2 separate regions of the Mus musculus genome follow, and region 1 is linked to region 2. The links are chromatin contacts, called in public promoter capture Hi-C maps. All regions are on one chromosome and are shown on one strand. The core of a region is the stretch at or near the end of the contact, and the rest is flanking DNA. Distances in the headings are between cores, read along the strand shown.

What was found. Promoter capture Hi-C pulls out the DNA fragments that hold promoters and counts their contacts.
Region 1: a promoter capture Hi-C map of pre-B cells shows a contact between it and region 2, with 2.8 times the contacts expected there. The contact joins the promoter of 2810433D01Rik here to the promoter of Mpp2 in region 2. A contact is called at or near these places in 2 of 39 promoter capture datasets (the C10 cell line and pre-B cells).

What each region holds. Positions count from the first base shown.
Region 1 is chr11:102,620,468-102,626,257 of GRCm38.p6, forward strand. 2810433D01Rik (RIKEN cDNA 2810433D01 gene) reads right to left here and starts at 3,949. Exons shown (of 4, transcript NR_033474.1): 1 at 3,811-3,949; 2 at 1,591-1,738; 3 at 1,011-1,103.
Region 2 is chr11:102,086,823-102,092,599 of GRCm38.p6, forward strand. It overlaps Mpp2 (membrane protein, palmitoylated 2 (MAGUK p55 subfamily member 2)), which reads right to left and starts at 1,693. Exons shown (of 13, transcript NM_016695.4): 1 at 1,598-1,693.

The DNA.
Region 1 (5,790 bases), core at 2,699-5,198, 540 kb after region 2:
CACGTTCAGATAGAGTATATTACCTATGGTACTCTCGGCCCAGTCAAACAGACAGTGGAGATGAAACACCAAGTCAGCCGAGTCACAGTGATGTTGTCCCGTAACTTAAAAGACCCTAGGAGGACTTGGGGGCTCACTGGACATGGACTGTGGACAGGGGAGAGTTCCATGTCGGCAAGTCAAGGGGAAACAGAGTGAGTTACTGGAAATGCCATGGTGTAGGCTGCTACCACCATCACTAGTGGCTTCCTCTTCAGTCCATTGTCTCTCACCTTGAATTCTATGGGGGCTTGTGATTTGCTTTGATGGACAGCATGTAGTTAAACCAATACCTTGACAGTTCAGATCCAGGTCTTAAGAGTGCTCTATCTGGGCTGGCTCAGTGGGTAAGAGAACCCGACTGCTCTTCCGAAGGTCCGAAGTTCAAATCCCAGCAACCACATGGTGGCTCACAATCATCTGTAACAAGATCTGATGCCCTCTTCTGGAGTGTCTAAAGACAGCTACAGTGTACTTACATATAATAAATAAATAAATCTTAAAAAAAAAAAAAAAAAAGAGTGCTCTATCTGAGCCGGGCGGTGGTCACGCATGCCGTTAATCCTAGCACTTGGGAGGCAGAGGCAGGTGGATTTCTGAGTTCGAGGCCAGCCTGGTCTACAGAGTGAGTTCCAGGACAGCCAGGGCTACACAGAGAAACCCTGTCTCAAAAAACCAAAAAAAAAAAAAAAAAGTGCTCTATCTAACTGTATGTACATACACCTGGGTGCCAGAAGACGGTATTAGATTCCATTTTAGATGGTTGTGAGCCACCATGTGGTTGCTGGGAATTGAACTCAGGGCCTCTGGAAGAGCAGCCAAGTGTTCTTAACTGCTGAGAGTTGGCAAATTTTACTTCTGCCCTCTTGGAAGCTATGGATGACCGAGAAGTCTAACTGTACTGAAGGAGGGAAAAGTCACATAGAAAGGGAGAGAAGTTTGAGGATGTGGCTCAGTGGCAGAGTGCTTACCAACATGCAGGAGTCCCAGAGTTCCATCCCCAGCCCTGAAAAGCCAGCTGCAGCAAATGACACAGGGAGAGACACCCTGAAGGATGCGACTGCCTAGGGAAAGAGAAGTCCACACAACTCCGTCATTTGAGGAGTCATCTTTTTTTTTGTTGTTGTTGTTTTGTTTTGTTTTGATTTGTTTTGTTTTGTTTTTGTTTTTCGAGACAGGGTTTTTCTGTGTAGTTCTGGCTGTCCTGGAACTCACTCTGTAGACCAGGCTGGCCTCAAACTCAAAAATCTGCCTGCCTCTGCCTCCCAAGTGCTGCGATTAAAGGCCTGTGCCACCACTGCCTGGCTTGAGATGTCATCTTGGATGCCTCGGAACTGCAAGAGTCAATGCAGCCACACCGTATAATGCTGAGAGCTGCCTACAGTGTACTGGGCTTAAACTGCAGAATTGCAGATGAATCTTTTAGATTGCTATTGTTTTAAGCCTCTCGGTTGGGGGGGGGCAGACTGTCACTCAATGGGTAACTGAAAGAGAGCAGAGGGAGAGGCCCGTTATTCCCAGTGCCCTGGTGCACTGCCTCATCACTGTTACCTGGAGCTTCTCTGTGGGAGGTTCAAGGGTCTTGGTCTGTTGTTCCTCTTGTGTCCCACAAATGCTCTGCAATCCAATTGCATGTGGATTATGAGGTAAGGACCTGAGAGCGCCGTACTTCTGTGTCATCATGGAGAAATGGCCGAGCCTACAAGCAAGATGAAGTGACATGCAAGGGTAGTGTGATTGATGGGGACAAAGATTCTGAGAGCCCCTGCCCCATTTCCCAGCCTAGGCACTAAGAGGAATGGTTTTGCTTGTTGTATGCGCCAGAAGAAGGCGATGATCTTGGGCTCTTTGACCCAACTGCCCTCCCTTCCCATAACCCAGTACTACTGCCAGCTCAGCCAGGTAAAGGAACCAACCTTTTTCTGTGCCGGAATTGTGGAATACAAGACTTTCTAGACAGTCTGGGCAGAGATCTCACCCCTTTTTCTGAATTCCCTCCCAGGTCCCTCTGGGGACCCTCTACATAGTCCCTGTAGACTGTTCTTGTTGGAGGCTCCTTCACAGTCCTATTTCTTGTAGATCTGAGATGACGGATCTTATGTCCCCAACTCGACTCTTGTCACAATGGAGTCAAAGGAGGGACTCAGGAGAGACTCTTGGCAACTTTCTCATATTCAAGATAATGAGACTGAGACCAAGGTCAGGGAGAGGATGTGTCTTGTCTGAGCTGAAGTCAGGTCCATTTCTGACCTTCAGGGCAGGGGCACCCTCTTCATCCCATAACCTCCTGCCAGTGTCCCTTCCCCTTCCCCATCCCAATCCTTCTCTTCCCACTCTTCCTTCCCTAGCTTCCCTTTAGCATAGAGTGGCAAGGACTTGGGGTAATAATGGGTGTGGTTGTTTGAATGAAAATGGCCTCCACAGATTCACAGGAAGCACAGTATTGGGGGATGTGGCCTTGTTGGAGGAAGTGTGTCATAGGGAGTGAGCTTCGAAGGTTCAGAAGCTCAAGCCAGGCTCACTATCATTCTGTCTTCCTGCTGCCTGCCCACCCAGATGTAGAGCTTTCAGCTCCTTCTCTAGCACCCTGTCTGCCTGTTGCCATTGCCATGCTCCACCATGACAATAATGAACTAAATAAACCTCTGAACCTGTATGCTAGCCCCAATGTAATGTTTTCCTTTGGAAGAGTTGCTGTAGTCAGCCGGGCGTGGTGGCACACGCCATTAATCCCAGCACTTGGGAGGCAGAGGCAGGCAGATTTCTGAGTTCAAGGCCAGCCTGGTCTACAAAGTGAGTTCCAGGACAGCCAGGGCTACACAGAGAAACCCTGTCTCGAAAAAACAAAACAAAACAAAACAAAAAAAGTTGCTGTAGTCATGGTGTCTCTTCATAGCAATAAAACCCTAACTAGGACAGTAGGCAACAGGGAGCCTTCCCTGGTGAGTGTGTACTTGACTCATTTATGGAATGTGTGAGGAACAGGAACATAGACACACTTCTGAGCAGTCTCTCTCTCTCTCTCTCTCTCTCTCTCTCTCTCTCTCTCTCACACACACACACACTCATACCTATACTTTCATTAGTCCCTATGTGGTCCCCCAGTTCCCTAGATGGACCCTCACCATTGTCTACAGCTAGCATAACTTTGGGCGACAGGTACAGGGCGCACGCACAACTTCTTCTGGCCCTGGATCGAGAGGTGGAAAGAAGACAGGTCTATATTATCAATACAGTATACCTGTGTCCCCTTGGGACTCCTGTCCCTGGGTCCCCAAATGCACCTCACTGCTCCCCCTGCATCTTCACACCCCCTTTTTTGGGGTGAGGGAGGGAGTGTCAAACTCAGGCCCTCTGCTCAGTTAGGCAAGCACTTTACTCAACTGCATCCTGGGCCTCTTTCACCTTCTTGATAAGAACCTGTTTGTACAAGTTCCTGCCTGGCCACAGGGTCTGAGAAGACACAGCCGGATCTCTTTATTAAACATAAGGGCAGATGCTTATCTTTCCTCTCAGAACAGGCTGCTACCTCCTTCTGGGCCATGCCAGCCAAGGGCACTGCCTGGTGAGACAAATTAGGTAACACTGTGCAGACCCCTGATACCTACTGCTGAGAGAGCGTTCAGCACTGGAGGAGGGGAGAGGTGCGGGGGGGAGGGGCCGTGATCCGTGAGGATCAGAGGAGTCTCTTAAAGTTCCTTCTCTCTTCCCTTCTCCTTGCTCCCACCCCCAGCCAGCAGCCCCAGCCCCAGCCATCTCAGTGCCCCCTACCTCTGGAAAAGCTGAATTGGGATTCGATCCCCAGCCAGTTGCTGAGTTCCGGAGCAGCTGTCCCAGGCTTGGGGGGAGGGGGTCAGGAATGCTGGGGCTGAGGCCTGGGCCGCCCCAGACAGAGCCGGCTCTGAATTCTGGGAATGTTTGTGCAGCTGGAGCCCATTAGGGGAGGGAGCTGGGCGCTTATTAATCCCAGCCTTGTTCCCCGGGTGGGGCCAGGGCCCCCGCACACGAGTGAAGGGGGAGGGGGCTTTGTTGGGAGAGGTGGGCCCCAGCCCTCAGGCCCCGCGTGGTTGTGTCTCAGATAGGAGACTGGACATCTACACCTCCCATCTCAGAGTACTGATGTCTATAATCATAGAGCCAGGTGTGGGCAAATGTCAGAGGCCTCTGGGGGTAGGGGGGACGGGACGTGACCAGGTCTGACAGAAGAGCTTTTACTGGGAGAGGCAGGGGACATTACTGGTCCTGAGAGGGACTTTGTATATTCCTGGAGCACCCTCTCTTGCCTTTCAAGAGCTCTTTCTGGCTGGCATCCTGGGTAGTGGAGAAAGGGGGTATGGGGTTCATATCTCCACTGTTTGAAATGTGTTCACAAAGCAGCTCAGGAAAGAGACTGGAGGCAGGGTGTCTGCATACAGTCAAGAGGGTGACATCTCGCAAGAGCTCCAGGAACTGCTATCTACCGGGGCTCCAGCTGGAGGAGTACATTCGAGGATTGTGCAGTGTATGATCTGCTTGGCCATACATAGCACTCTTGGGTGTAGGCTGGGATAACAGGGGCCTGGGTTTGATTCTAAATTGGTAAGCTGTAAGTCAAAAAAATCCAGGCAAGGGTTCCATCTCTACTGGTTAGCTGTGAGACCACGTGTCTCTGATTCTCCCTTCCCCATATGCTAATTGGAATAGTCTGTCCTATGCATCTCGCTGTTTGGCTGGATTGCCAGGGCATGCTAGATAAGTCCTCCACCCCTGGCTTTATCCCCAGCCACGCTAAGCTTCTCGTTCATGCTTGTCGCCCGTTTATGCATCCATGCATGGAGCCATCTGTCAAGCTTAAATGACTGCACGCCAGTCTCTGGTCGCTGAGGACGCTGGGCATTAGGCAGCTCGTACGTGTTGGGTGTGGGCTGGGTCAGTTGCACACACAAATGAAGTATCAATGGGAAATGTGCTTGAGCCTGGTGCTAGGGAGTGTGCAGGGGGAGGCGTGCGTACATCAGCAGTCTCGGGACGATGCTTGGGAAGGCAGCAATGCAGGTCTTATGGGGCAGAGCTGAGGTCCCATTGTAGTTATGGCACCCAGTCAGCTCTGTCACATCTCCAGTGAGGGAGAACTGCAGGTGGTTTGTTAGTTCAGTTCAATTGCACTCCATGTATATGAGTCTTTGCAGGTTAGAAACTCATGCAAGTGTGTGTGTGTGTGTTTGTGTGTGTGTGTGTGTGTATGCACACCCATGTGTCTGCATGTTCTCTGTCTCCACTGGGAAGCCAGGAATGGGTAGAGGGCTGGCTGGGTCAGAGGCTATGATGTCTTTCTCTTCACATTAAGTATGTCTAGAAGAGATGGCATTTCTCTTCCAATGAAAAGCTTCTGTCTCCTATACAGATTAGATGATGTCCAAGGCAGGTCTTGGGCTTCCAGAATTATGTAGGCCTACTTTAAATCCCAGTTTTCTTTCTTTCTTTCTTTCTTTCTTTCTTTCTTTCTTTCTTTCTTTCTTTCTTTCTTTCCTTCTTTCTTTCTCTCTTTCTCTCTCTCTCTCTTCCTTCCTTCCTTCCTTCTTCCCTTCCATCCTCCTCCTCTCCCTCCTCCTCCTTCTTCTTTGAATTTTCATGATAGGGGTTCTCTGTGTCGCATCCATGGCTGTCCTGTAACTCTCTCTGTAGACCATGCTGACCTCGAACTCACTGAGATCTGCTTGCCTCCCAAGTGCTGGGATTAAAGGCATGCATTGCCACACCCGGAAACCCAGC
Region 2 (5,777 bases), core at 443-2,942:
TTCCTCCCGGATCTTTTCCAGAAAAATCGAACTTGCAGAGAGAGAGAGAGAGAGAGAGAGAGAGAGAGAGATGAGGGGAACCCCTTTCACGCTAGCACCACTGGTTAAAAGAAATGTCCAGGTTACACTGTGCCAGCGCCAGTGTCCCCTCTGTCAACTCCATGTCCTTATTCCTAGAGAGCAGGGGACAGCTTCTCAGGCCTTGGGCCATACTCCCCACTAGAGGTGCTTGCTGTGGTTCCTCTTTTCCTGGAGCAGGGAAACGGGGAAGAGCCAGGGAGGAGCCTGTGTGAAACCCTAGGCCCAGGAGTCCTGCCCAGTAAGCCTGGGTCTGCTCCCTGAGGAGTTGGTTCCCACGGCGTCGGCTCGCTCTGCCCCACCCCCACCCAAGCCTCTGAGAGGGCGGGGCCGCCCGTGCCCACAGGAGAACGGCAGTGCCAGGCAAGCTAGCCTGGTTCCGTGCCAAGGTCCCCGGGCCCAGTCATCACGAAACCAGCATCACGGCGCCCAAAAGCCTAAACCTAAGGCCCTCCCACTCCCACCTCCACACGCACATCCGCCACCAAGCTATCCAACCCCCGTCCCCCGGGTGTGTAGGTGAAGCCCGCCAGCTTCAAAGAGAGAGATTTCCTCCATCCTCCCACCCACCCCCGCTCCATCGGTGCAGACTCAGAGAGGTGCGAAAGACGAACGCCTGACAAAGGCACTTTGGAGCCGGACACGGTTATGGGGAGAACTGTAGATAACTGAGGACTGGAGGATGGGGTCTAGGGAGCCGGCGGACGTGCCCGCACTCACAATCAGATTGCCCCCGCCCCTTCAATTCAGCCCTAACCCGCCGGGCGCTAGGACCTAGGAAGGAGGGGGCGTGTTGCGAGCCATCAAAGAAGGTTCTTTGCTTGCGTGCCCGCCGGGACTAGGGGATGAGGTCACTGAATGACTGCCCCCCCCCACGTCCCCCAGGTCTTCATTCCCCACTACCCCTTAGTTGACCTAACTTTCTGACCCTGGCTCCTTGCTTCTGGTGCTGATTCCCTCTGGAATCCCCATACCTTAAACCCTGGCTCCAAAACCCTGCAACCTCCTGGACCTGGCCTGGCACTCTAGGTTAGCAGACCGCCCCTCTCCAGAACCCTCTCTCAGGAATGACTGAGGTGTTGGTCTCTTGGGGTGCAGGGTGCCAAGGGACCCAGTACAATCTTAGTCTAGCTCCCCCAGGGCCGGAAACGCCAGTAGCACGGCTCTTACGTAATGCCGGGATCCGAAGTCCCCCCCCCCCCCCAACCCAACACAGACCCTGGAGAGGCCGCGCAAATACCTGTGCTCCTCTCAGCTCAGCGTCTCTGTGTCCGGTGTCCCTCTGGAGCCCTCATCGCTGGCATGGGAACCAGCATCCCTGGGATGAGGGGTTCGGTTCTCCCTACCGGCATCACACACAGAGAGCCCAGTGCTGCAGCTGGAGAGGGAGTGGGGCGACTTGGGGAAGGGGCCCAGGAGTTTGGACCTGGAGAATAGGATCCCCAAGTGTAGGTGATAGGTCGAAAAGGAGGCAAGGGTTCTGAGGTGGGTGCTGGCCCAGGGGCCTAGGAATACCTACCTGCGTTTTGGGGAGCCCCTAGCTTGGGGCGATTCCGCGCAGCCCGGCGCTCCGCGGTTATTGCTTGTCAATCGCTAGCCGCGCTCTTAAAGCGGCAAGGTCTCCTAGGAGCGAAGGGGCGGAGACAGAAAGGAGAGGGCTGGGACACGGAAGGGACGCGGCAACCTACGGTCCACTGTAAAGTAATCTCCCAGGAGCAGGCGGGTGGGCGGGGAAGTGGTGGTTAACAGGCACCGCAAAGCCCACGACCCCCAACTCTGAGCAGGACCAACGTGTGTTACTTGGCGCGTAGGAATTCTTTAAAAGGGCGATGATGTTTAATAAAAGAAAGGGGGGGAAACTGAGCGCGATGGGATCACCCCCCTTAACGGGACCGCTTAGTCCAGCGTACCAGTCCCCTGAACGCTTCGTCTGTCCTTTCCTAACACAGTTTTGGAAAAGCAAGGGGACATCAGGACACTAACTCTGGTAGGGGATAAGCCTGGGGGTGGCGTTATAGTCATACGGCACATGCCTGCTTCTAAGAAAATTTGAAGAAAAACAGAAAATTTAAGAGAGTGGGACTGTGTTTTTTCATGAAAGGGACCAAGATCCTAATTTTAGCCTTGACGCGGGAAGTTGATCCTTGCCTCTGTTTAAGGCACAAGAGCAGAAGAAACAGTCTCTCCCTCCTAAATCCCGTTTCAACAAATAAGTAGTGACGGCGTCCGGCTCCATTGGTGGGTTGAACGTGCAGGAGAGGCCCTAGATTCTATTTCAGGCAGCAAAACGAAGAAAGCAAAGGGTTAAGCCCGCTAGCCCGCCTTGCTCAGCCTCTGGCTCCTCCCAGACCTGCTAGTAAAAGATACTGCACAGCCTCAGACTATTGGTGGCCCCAAGTGGAAAACAGCCTTCATTCAGTCTGTGCAAGCCGGGGCCTTCCCTGACTTGGGTGCCCCCTAACCCCTCCGCTACCCTATGGAATAGGCGCTCGGTGGGGAGCGGGGCGTTTATATCTTCCTCTTATAACTGAGCTTCTAAGATCCTGGAAACTTGCTTGGAAATCTCGAAAATGAATTGACTTGAGGATTCATGTCTAGATGTGGTCCCAGCCGACCCTGTTAGCAAAGGGAAGCAGTTGGGAATTGGTGTAGGGAAAAGCCAGCGATGGGTCAAAATGCTAAAGGCTGTTAAGTAGCCCACGTCTCTTATTCCTTAGAGAAGAGAAAGTTTTGTAGCGACCCCAGATGGTGGTGGTTGGAACTACAGGCTTCTGTCTGAGGAAAAAGGCTTCCAAACTAGATCTTCCTAATTAAACTCAGGACAAGAGGTCTCCTTCCTCGGAGACTCCCTTGGATCTTACCCACTCACCTCTGCTTAGAGAATCTGTTTGCACTTAGTTGGGTGGGGGAGAGAAATCTTGATTCCTCCCAAAACTTCTCAAATATTACCCCCCATAGCAATTCACAGCAAACTTACTGCATCCAGGATCCCAAGGACACAGTGGGATTCAAGTTCTAATCCACCTAGTGTATTCCAACTCACTATTCTTACAGTCTGACCCCCCACCTATGCACACACACACCTTACATTTGATTGATAGTTTCCTGCAATAGTCCTGTGAGATTAGTGGATGGAAACATTTATCAACAAAGATTACTATGTTCCTGTTTGTTGAAAATGAGGCACCGGTTTCTGTGAACCTAACATACTGGGGCAAGGGTTGGGAAGAGGTGTGTCCTAGAGACACATAGCATGAAGACATGCTATTCTAGTGGTGTGGTTAAATGTTTTAACACATTGCTCGAAGCTGAGCACAAAGCCGTCCCTACCCAGCTCTGGACTCTACCGAGCTTCCTCTCCCTGTAGTTCTAGGGGCTGCACTGCCCCTGGGAAGAATGCTTGCTCCTGATGCTGGTCTGTAGTACACCTGTCTTTCTCAGAAGTCACAAGGGTGCAGGCAAGGCTTTACTTCAAATACTTTTTTAAAATTAATTATATATATATATATATATATATACACATACATATATATACATACATACACACACACACACACACACATATATATATATATACTGTAGCTATCTTCAGACACACCAGAAGAGGGCAATGGATCCCATTACAGATGGTTGTGAGCCACCATGTGGTTGCTGGGAATTGAACTCAGGACCTCTGGAAGAGCAGTCAGTGCTCTTAACAATTGAGCCATCTCTCCAGCCCCCAAACACTTTTTTTTTCTTGTGGTGGGTGTTCAGATCACAGCTTTGAGAATCAAGACAAAAAGAGAAAAACAGCAACAACAAAACCAAAACCCAAAACCATCACCCCACTGTTGGCCAGCAGGAGCCCAGTCTATTCACCCACATTCATGAACACACACACACACACACACACACCTGCAACTCCCCAAAGCTTCTTCTGGAAACCTTTTCTATTTGCTATACCACTCTGGAAAAAGAAGTTTGGAGACATCAGTGTACAAATAAGAAAAAAGTGGTGACGCACGCCTTTAATCCCAGCACTTGGGAGGCAGAGGCAGGCGGATTTCTGAGTTCGAGGCTAGCCTGGTCTACAGAGTGAGTTCCAGGACAGCCAGGGCTATACAGAGAAACCCTGTCTCGAAAAACCAAAAGAAAAAAGAAAAAGAAAAAAAGAAAAAAGAGAGTGGAGAGATGACTCAACAGTTAAGAGCACTGGCTGCTCTTCCAGTGGTCCTGAGTTTAATTCCTAGTACCTGTCTATAACCTTAGTTCTATGGGATCTGCTGTCCTCTTTCAGTGTGTATAGTATGCAGATTTACATGCAGACAAAACTCTCTCTCTCTCTCTCTCACACACACACACACACACACACACACATATATTTTTAAAGTCTTTAAAAAGTAAATAGAAAAGGAAGGGGTGATTCTCTTATGAATCATTGTAGCTGAACTACTGAACTCACATCTGTGTGTTTAGAAGCAATTCACATATACACAGAACTTAAAGCGTTATTATTTTGAAACTATAAAAATTCCAATGTGTTTCTCCATACTGCAAAGAACTTCCTGGCATAGTCCTGGGTGCACCCCTTACGTGGGAAATATTATGTTACCATCCCCAGTCTGAGCCTCAATGCGACAAACATGCCGACAGGTAGCTTTGCCTCGTGTTCAGAACCATACCGAGATGTTCTGGCCTCTTGCTTTCTTTCCAACCACTAGACTACCTAAAGGCTGATCCACCATTCAAGGTCACCACATACAACCCTGCACTGTAATTAGACTGCTCACCCAGAAGAGGATCCCCCTGTGAAGGACCCTCTTTGTTCCTCATCTCACCCCATCCCTGGACCAGCACCCATTATTCTCTCTGTCTTTGGTTCCACTCTTCCTTATCAGGGTAGGAAGTTGTAACAACAGTTCTGTTGAAATCTTAGCCCAAAATGTGTGTGTGTGCATGCTAAGGCCATTGTGTGATCTTGCTGAGTCTCAGTCCCCCCCCCCCCAATCTGTACATAGACACACAGAAAATGGTCCTTAAATACAGGTCCCCTGTAGACGTTTGGAAGGCTCTAGCTAGGTGCCAGGGGCACAAGTGGGTGGTTCGTCTCTTTCTCGGGTCATCAGATGTGCCCTGACTGAGCCCAGATCCTCGAGGTCCACCCAAGGACTTCTGAAGTGTGTGTCCTGAAGAGTGTGTCCCTGTCTGACCACCCACACACCTTTGAGAGGAACCTTGCTTGGCCCTGTCTGTGACACCCACTTCTCTCCTCCCTTCAGTGCCCCAGCTTAATAAATAAACTGGAAACAGTCTGTACTCTCTCTTGCTGAAGTTTAGGGGCTCCATCACAGTTTAATCTACTCCTAGATTTTGCTAGGCTCCACGGAAGTCCTTTTACTAACTCATCCTAATCCTTTATTAATTGGCATCAGACACGGGATCGGAAACAGTTTACCAGTTCTTTTCTTCTGTTTCTTCTCAGAGATACTGTCTCACTAACTTTCCCAGGCTGGCCCTGAATTCACAGTCCTCCTGCCTCTGCCCCTCCAGTGCTAGGATTGCAGACATGCAACAACACCTCTGACTGGTTAGCAATGCTTGGCAGTAGCTGGAAGGGATGTCCAAAGGACCTTCAGGTTTGCAAGACTACCAACATCCTCCATCACAGGAAAATTGGCCCATGGCTCAACTGTAACAGGGGAGACTGGGAAGCCAGA